Linked DNA regions of Mus musculus: region 2 is linked to region 1. Evidence: chromatin contacts called from public HiChIP or PLAC-seq data. All regions are on one chromosome and are shown on one strand. The core of a region is the stretch at or near the end of the contact, and the rest is flanking DNA. Distances in the headings are between cores, read along the strand shown.

Evidence for each region. HiChIP or PLAC-seq counts read pairs in DNA pulled down with a chosen protein or histone mark.
Region 2: a contact with region 1 is called in an H3K4me3 HiChIP or PLAC-seq map of forebrain, with 3 times the contacts expected there. The contact joins the promoter of Slc15a4 here to the promoter of Tmem132c in region 1. A contact is called at or near these places in 2 of 484 Hi-C or Micro-C datasets (embryonic stem cells and uterus), 7 of 115 datasets of contacts at active chromatin or transcription factors (craniofacial prominence, embryonic basal ganglia, embryonic forebrain and 4 more) and 1 of 9 other capture datasets (adipose tissue).

What each region holds. Positions count from the first base shown.
Region 1 is chr5:127,239,693-127,243,596 of GRCm38.p6, reverse strand. Tmem132c (transmembrane protein 132C) reads right to left here and starts at 1,771. Exons shown (of 9, transcript NM_175432.3): 1 at 1,577-1,771. The coding sequence starts at 1,682.
Region 2 is chr5:127,615,698-127,619,864 of GRCm38.p6, reverse strand. Slc15a4 (solute carrier family 15, member 4) reads left to right here and starts at 2,473. Exons shown (of 8, transcript NM_133895.1): 1 at 2,473-3,050. The coding sequence starts at 2,496.

The DNA.
Region 1 (3,904 bases), core at 522-3,021:
GCACGCACGCACGCGACATCTTACAGAGTAAACACCAGGCTGGGTTAGGAAGACACCGGGGACGAACTGTAGCTTTCATCAGCCATACAAAGTGAAAACACATTTGGCAGACGGGCTTCCAGAACCAACCTTAGAAGCCCTCCCCACTTCCCACCCCCAACATGGTGAAGTCTAGCAAATCCAGGTGTCTTGGTGGGGAGGGGGGCGCTTTGCATCACATGGGCTTTCCCAGCCCTGCAACCTCCACCATGCCAGCCCCACCCCAGCGCCTTCAATCGCCAGCCAGCCCAAGGTCTAAAACGGCCACCGCAATAACAGCCGCTTCTTAGTCAGAAGCGAAATCTGGGTCTCTTTCTCTCTTTCTTTCTAACTCCCCATTAAGCCATTTGGTGATCAGAATCCGCGGGGAGGTGTGTACCGAGAGCCGCCTCTGGGCTAATAGCAGAACACAGGTAAAGGCTCCTGAATTTCTGCTCTTTGGGGGGGGGGGGAAGCCCACTCCCAACACCCCCACCCCCCACCCCAGTTTACCCGGGGCTCTGTGGAAACAGGACCCACTGGAAGGAAGCACAGCGTACATGGCAGGTTTGTCTGGGAATTGCTCCTCGAGTAAGGGGCATCCCCTGGTTTCACATGGTGGAGTAGAGACTTTTGTAAAGCAAATTCTACTTTTTAACGCCAATTGTCAACTTGTCTCCCCAGATACATTTCCAGCCCATCCTTGGAACCCCGGACAGGAGTGAGGTCTCGACATCTGTGCGGGGCGGATTAGAGCGAATCCTCAGTCCAGTCCGTGTCAAAGGCTGAGCTTGAACCCGCCTCGCTGCGGGAGGGCTCAGGACTCCGGGGAACATCCGGGCTTAACCCACCGCACGCGAAAACCCCTTCAGGGCGCCCCCGCGACCGCACCCCGTAGCTCGCGGACCCTAAATGCCTGAAGCCAGCGGCTCCGATCTTCCAGTCCTGCCTGCCGCCGACCGGGCTCACAGAAGAGTAATAATATGACTTAGCGACCTTAAGCAGCAGCGAGCGCTCTGGCCAGGCTGCGTCAGCCGGTTTGCACAAGTCTCCAGAAACCTGCAGAGTCCGGATTCCCACGGCCCCCGGAGCAAAGGACCGAAGTGGGAGCCTAACGGCGAGTCGCTGGAAACCAGAGCGGTCCGATGCTTTCAATGCCACCGTTCGGTCTAATGTAGGGCGGAAAGTCTCAGGTTTCTCTAAAGCTGGGGAAGGGGCCGCGGGAAACCAGGGTCCTCCCCGCGTCCCGCAGCTGCACCGAGTCCCGGGTGTGTAGCCCAATGTAGAAGTCAAGGTGTAGCCCAGACCCAGAGTCCGGCAACCACGCCCCCCCCCCCCCCCCGCTCTCCTGGAGGGAGGCAGTAGGGCTTCGAGGTGGGCTGCCGCGGAGGATCCCTAGCACTGACTCTAATGCTCCAAGCTGAGGCTGGTGTCCGCTGTTTCCGTAGATGGAGGCTCTAAGATGGGACCCGGATCTCGCGCCGCTCTCTCCACCCTCGCCCCGGCTTTCCCGCAGCCTACTAGGGGACCTGGAGGTCCCCGCCAGCGCCCGCCTTACCTTGGCCCAGTAGCGTGGCTAGGACCAGGCTCAGCGCCCCGTACCGCGCCGCCCGCCTCGGGGCCGCGCCCTCGGAGCGCATCGTGGCCGCTGTCACGCCATCCATCGCCAGCCCCGGGACCGCGCCGGTTGCCCCATGCCCGGGGCCGCCCCCGGCAGCGCTCCGGCTCCGGCGGCTGCTCCTGAACGGGTCCGGACAACTTTTCTCGGGTTGCAGCCGCGGTCCTGCTGATCCCGCCCCCGGGACCGCCCACTTCGGGCCCGCCCACTACACCCTCCGGATCCGCCCACCTCCGGCCCCCGCTCGCGGCCAGAGGGATGGATGGAGGATGCTTGTGTGCCAGAGAGGTTCCCGGAGCGCAGGCCTCGGGAGGGAGACCCAGAGAGAGGACGAAGAGACTCAGAGACCTCGAATCCCTCTCCTCCTGCTGCTGATCGGCCGCCTCGCAGTCTCCTGCCTCCGCGCAACCATGTCCTGCAAGACGGCTCTGCCCAGGTGCTCACCACGCAGGATGGAGCTGGATCCTTGCTCCCTGCGACTTGCTCCCCCCACCCCTCACGGTCACTCGGGGCCGTCGGTTCCCCATCTACAACATTAGGTCCTCCTCTTCTGAGGGCTGGAGACAACTGGATTTCAAAGCCACGTGCAGCTGTGGAGGAACTATCTAAGCGAAAGATTGGATTCAGTGGGATGTGTTCGGATGTGTGCTCCGCGTGCACTGCGCTTGGGAACGCGCTGACTAACCCCACTGTCTTTAGAAACCGGCCTGGGGCATGTGGCAAAGGCGAGACTCTTTTGTGTCTCTCACCCAATGTACTTTAAAAAAAAAAAATCAACTGTGCAGGGTTAAAACAAAACAGCGACGCCATGTCTCCACCTCCCCCTCCCCCCCCCCAAAAAAAAACATGCCTCAGATGTGCCTCGGTGAGAGCGGTTTCTCTGCACACCCTGAACCCATTTTCTCCTGACTTCCCAGCACTCCCTTCTGGTCACCAGGTTCTAGCCATGTCCCTTTAGGCTTACCAGCCCTAGGGTTTCATCTGCTGGTCCAGGAGCCTGGGCAGTGTGCTGCACAAAGACCCTCTTGGGTCTGCAAGTGAAAGGTTCTCAGGATGCACGCGCGAGCCTCTATCTGCCACTAGCTCTCCAAACCTGGGGATCCCCACCCTGTTCTAAGCCTCACGCTGCATAGGCTCAGTGGTCCCTCTCCCAACCAGGGCTGACAGAATCCTGTTGACCAATCCTTTGGAAAAGCTTTCAAAAACAGTGATTGTAGAAGAAATACCAGGGCAAGAAGCAAGCTTTCCAACCCCCAGATCAGGAGAAGGCAGAAGCAGCCCAAGGAGCCCAGACCTTGGAGACTAGCTTGCACCCAAAACGCAACTGGGCTCTCACAGGCCAGGGAGGCAGCCACTTTATATTTAGGTGATGCAGGCCCTACTGTTCAGCTCACTAAGCCACGGTAGACACATCCTTAGGAAGCAATAACGAAGTCACATGAGCCCCAAGAGGGGAAGGCAGACTTAATCATTTGTTTGTTTGTTTTTTGTTTTTTAAGTCTGGAAGTCTCTAGAGAATGACTTTTTAAAAAAAACTCAAATATTTAGCAAAGGAGATGTGCAACAGCCCGTTATTTCAGACTGAGGGATGGAGTTTGTTTCATCCACTATCTCCCGTTCAATAATAGGAACAAGAATTTAAAACCCCAAGGGGTTCTCACCTCCACATCTACACCCTGAATCACCATATGGGCACCTACTGTCATGTCCTCCAATCTCTTGAACCTTAGATACATCTCCCTTCCTGATGCCTCCAGAACAAACAGAAGGAGACCTAAGTAAAGAGAGTTTTCCTTTTGCAAGCTCCGCTTTAAGACTTCCTTTAATCTGCCACGTGACTTAAATCCAACAAACACATGGGAGAGAGGATCCTTGGTCCCTTTATCTTGGGAAACCCGCAGGTTCCCCCCTGGCTAACAAAGTTTCCTGTATTTATTTATTTTTTTAAAGTCCTGTATTATTGAACCTCAAAATCATTAATTCTTTAACTGAAATTGCTTCCAGATGCTCGCCTGAGTCTCATAAGCGACACCAGAGACCACTAATCTCCTCAAAGGGTATTGCGAAACTCCCCATAGGCTGCGGGCACATGGAGACAATTAATATGATTTATAGGAGGGCAGAGTTATTGGCAGGAGGCCTCCACATGTGCCCAGGGCTTCTAAGTGGAAGAGGCCACTTTTTAGATTTGTTTTGTTCATGCTGAAATCTTAAATGGACGGGGTATGGAGCTTGTTGGTGCGGCTTAGAGCAGCTTGTGCTGTCTGC
Region 2 (4,167 bases), core at 1,224-3,723, 380 kb before region 1:
CCTCCATCAAGGCCACACCTCTTAATAGTACCATTCCTCTTGGGCCAAGCATTCAAACCCATGAGTATATGGAGGCCAAACCTATTCAAACCACACCATACAACTAATTTTAAGGCATGCATGCCCCAAAACCGTGCATTCTGGCAGTCACTCTCTGGTTGTACAATGCCCCTGGCCTTGACTGGGAACCCTTGCCTAACATGACATTTGCCTATTTCATATATTTCAAAGAAAACAAGATCGTGCTGAGGACTGTTAAGGTGGCTCAGCTGTTAAGGTCATTTGTTGTTCTTCCAGAGAAACTAACTTTAGTTCTTAGGACCCACATCAATGGCTCACAACCACCTGTAACTCCAGTTTCAAGGGCTATGGTGTTTTCTTGCCTCTGAGGGTACTTCGTGAATGCACATGCGCACGCACGCACTCACGCACACACATGTACACACAAATAAAAGATAACCAAATATTTATAGAAGTAGGATCTTACGATTTGTGTAATTTGTTGCTTGTTTGATTTCTGGTGTTGTGCCTGACCAAAAACAACTTGGGGAGGAAAGGGTGGTCTTTCAGGTTATAATCCTTCCAAAAGGGAAGTCGGGATGGGAACTTGAGACAGGAAGTTGGAGACCGGAAGCTGAAGGCAGGAGCCATGGAACAATGCTACTTATTTGTCCTGCTACTTTCATTATACAGCCGAGGATCACCTGCCCAGGGTTGGCATCACCCACAGTGGGGCTGGGCCCTCTCACATCAATCACCAAGCAAGAAAATGCTCTCACAGACGTGCCCACAGGCCAATCTGTTGGGGGCAATTCCTCAGCTGAAGTTTCCTCTTCCCTTGTGTGTGACATTGACAACTGAAGCTAACTGTGCCATTGGGTCACTTCCCACCACCACCTCCAACACTGTGACCACACTAGAATATTCTGCATTCTGGGTTTGTCTCCATCCTCAAAGTACCAAGTTCAGGGGCCCCAGCACACTGCCTAAAATTCCTCCCTCCACACACTTAACTCCAAGGCCCCTCCGAGCCATTAGCTTCGCCATTTCCCTGAAGAGACTGACCCATCGGATTAGTTAGTACCAGTCAGACTGCGCAGTGAGTTACCAGCTCAGTCAGTCCAAATGGTTTATTAGCCTTATCATTCCAATACAGAGTTTGTTCAAGTATGTCATGCTTAGCTTAGCAGAACTTTTTCTTTTTAATTGCCTGTGTCTGTATGTGTGGACATACATGCAGTGTCTGCTGTCTATCCATTGTGTGGGGCTCCCAGCAGGGGGATAGAACTCAGGCTATCACCAGGCCGGGTAGCAAGCACCTTTACTTGGTAAGCCATCTCACTGGTCCAGTCTTTAAGCAAACGTTCCAAGACTCAGTCTTACTTACCAGCAGGACTAAGAGTCAGTTATAGGCTGTAAATAAAGGTTTTGGTTTTAGTTTCTTTTCTTTTCTTTTCTTTTCTCTTCTTCTTTTCTTTCCCTTTCTTTCTTTCTTTTTCTTTTTTCCTTTCCTTTTTTTTTTTTTTTTTTTTTTGAGACAGGGTCTCACTATGCAGCCCTGGCAGAACTCACTGTGTCGACTACACTGGTTTCGAACTCACAGAGATTCGCCCGCCTCTGCCTCCCAAGAGCTGGGATTAGTGGCATGTGCCACTAAAGATGTGTTTAGTTTTATGTGTATGGATGCTTTGCGTTCATGGAGGTCTGTGCACCCTGTGTGTGTGCAGTAGCCCTGGAGGCCAGAAGAAGGTGCCGGATCCACGAGGAACTAGAGTTACAGATTGTTAGGAGACACAAGGTGGGTGCTGGGAATCGAGCCCAGAACCTCTGACTAGCAGCCAGTGCTCTTAACTGTGGAGTTATCTCTTCAGTCCTTAAAATAATAATAATAATAATAAGAAGAAGAAGAAGAAGAAGAAGAAGAAGCAGCAGCAGCAGCAGGGCGGTAGTGGCGCACGCCTTTAATCCCAGCACTTGGGAGGCAGAGGCAGGCGGATTTCTGAGTTCGAGGCTAGCCTGGTCTACAAAATGAGTTCCAGGACAGCCAGGGCTACACCGAGAAACCCTGTCTCGAAAAAAACCAAAAATAAATAAATTTTAGTAATTTTTGTTTTAAGAAGAGACAGAAAAGTGAGATACCAAGAGAGGGAGAGGAGGCCGAGACTGTTACACTTGACGCCTGGGTCCTGAGAAGATGGCAAGAAGGGAAGATTTAGACCCTGGTGACCTGGATTAGGAACCCAGTTTGGGGCCGGAACCTCGGAGTCTAGGGTTCCAGTTTCCCGGTGGAACCCCTCCAGCCATAGGAACCACCATCCCTCCACGCATCTCAACAACAAACCGCTGTCAAGTGAAAGGCCCGCTTGGCCGGATTTCCGGGGGCGGAACCGGCAGCCACCCCCGCCCAGCTTGCCCAGTTAAAAGGCGGCGGCGGGAGAGGGAGGGAACTCGCTGTCTCGCGAGAGTTGGGCTACCGAGTCCTCAGTGAACCGGCCATGGAGGGCGAGCGGGCGCCGCTGTTGGGTTCGCGGCGTCCGGCAGTGTCGGCGGCGTCCGCGGTGTTCGCGGGGCGGCGTGCGGCGTGCGGGGCGGTGCTGTTGGCCGAGCTGCTGGAGCGCGCGGCCTTCTACGGCGTCACGGCCAACCTGGTGCTGTTCCTGAATGGCGCGCCGTTCGACTGGGAGGGCGCGCAGGCCAGCCAGGCGCTGCTGCTCTTCATGGGCCTCACCTATCTGGGCTCGCCGTTCGGGGGCTGGCTCGCCGACGCCCGCCTCGGCCGGGCCCGCGCCATCCTGCTCAGCCTGGCCCTCTACCTGCTGGGCCTGCTGGCCTTCCCGCTGCTGGCCGCGCCCCGCTCGCGCTCCTTCCTCTGCGGGGACCCGCGGCCCGAGCTCGTGCGCAACTGCTCGGCGCCCTTCCCCAACGGGTCAGCGTCGTGTCCCGAGAACGCCGCGCGCCGCTGTGCCCCCGCCACCTTCGCGGGGCTCGTGCTCGTGGGTCTCGGGGTGGCCACGGTCAAGGCCAACATCACGCCCTTCGGCGCCGATCAGGTGAGCCGGACCCGCTCAGGTCTTCCCGGGTTTGGGGACCACCACCCCCCCCCCCCCCGCCGCACCTCCTGCGCACCACGGCTACCCGAACCTAAGCGTTGACTTTAACAACGCTGGGGACACGGGGGAACTGGCACGGTAGCCTGTGTATCATCTGCACCTCCTGTCCCCCAGGGTTCTTCCACTGATTGGAAAAAAGGAGCCACCCCAAACACCTAAGCCTACATCCCCACTTGCCTCTGCACCTATGCGCAATCGATCGGAAAGCACAGGGCTGCCCACCAAGCTTCCCAACCCATAGACCTGCACCCCACATCGCCTCAGATCTAGAGAAAGGTTAAGGTGAGGGAGAGGAATTTCCCAACCCAGGGAATCTCCCTTGTAGTGCAGAGAAGAAGGCCACCTGCCTCTGATCCCTCCTTGTTAGTGGAGGTGAGGAAGGAGACCTGCTCTTCCCTTGGAGAGTGGCAGGAGGAAACCCATCTGCTCCAACACCCGAGTGGGTAGGAGGAAGGGCAAGACTCCCTCTAATGCGTGTGGGGAGGAAGCCCATGAGTAGAACCCATTCCACACCTGGCACTAGGTCCAGGACTGAGTAAGAGGGAGTAACAGCCCCTTCCCCTCCCCTGTGCGCACCGCTGTCCACATCTGCTCTTGCATCTGGTAGGGGACTGTAGGAGGGGAGAGAACAACACCCACCCTCTGCTCTGGGGGAGCTTTGTGTGTGTGTGTGTGGGGGGGTGGTGGTGGAAGTACTGGAATAGGGGAAAGCTGTATAAACAGTTATGATCTGGGTGGTAAGGAAGAGTTGAGGTGGGATTTATTCGTGATGCAGTAACCATTGTGGTTTTAAGGAGAAGGGACGTTCTGTTGGTGGAGTCATCTGCGTTGAGATCTGAAAGAGAAAAGGGTGAAGTTATGACTTGGAGGATAGACATGTACAAAGGCTCTGACACTGCCCTAGCTTCCCTTTTACAAAGTTAGGGGCAAGAGACAGGCAAGCGCTTAGTTTCCATCTTTAATGCTTTAAGTAAGTTTTGGGGTAGGGTGTGGCAGGTGGGAAAGACCAGCATCATTCGCTGCTACTCTGACATCCAAGAACAAGGGATGAGGAGGG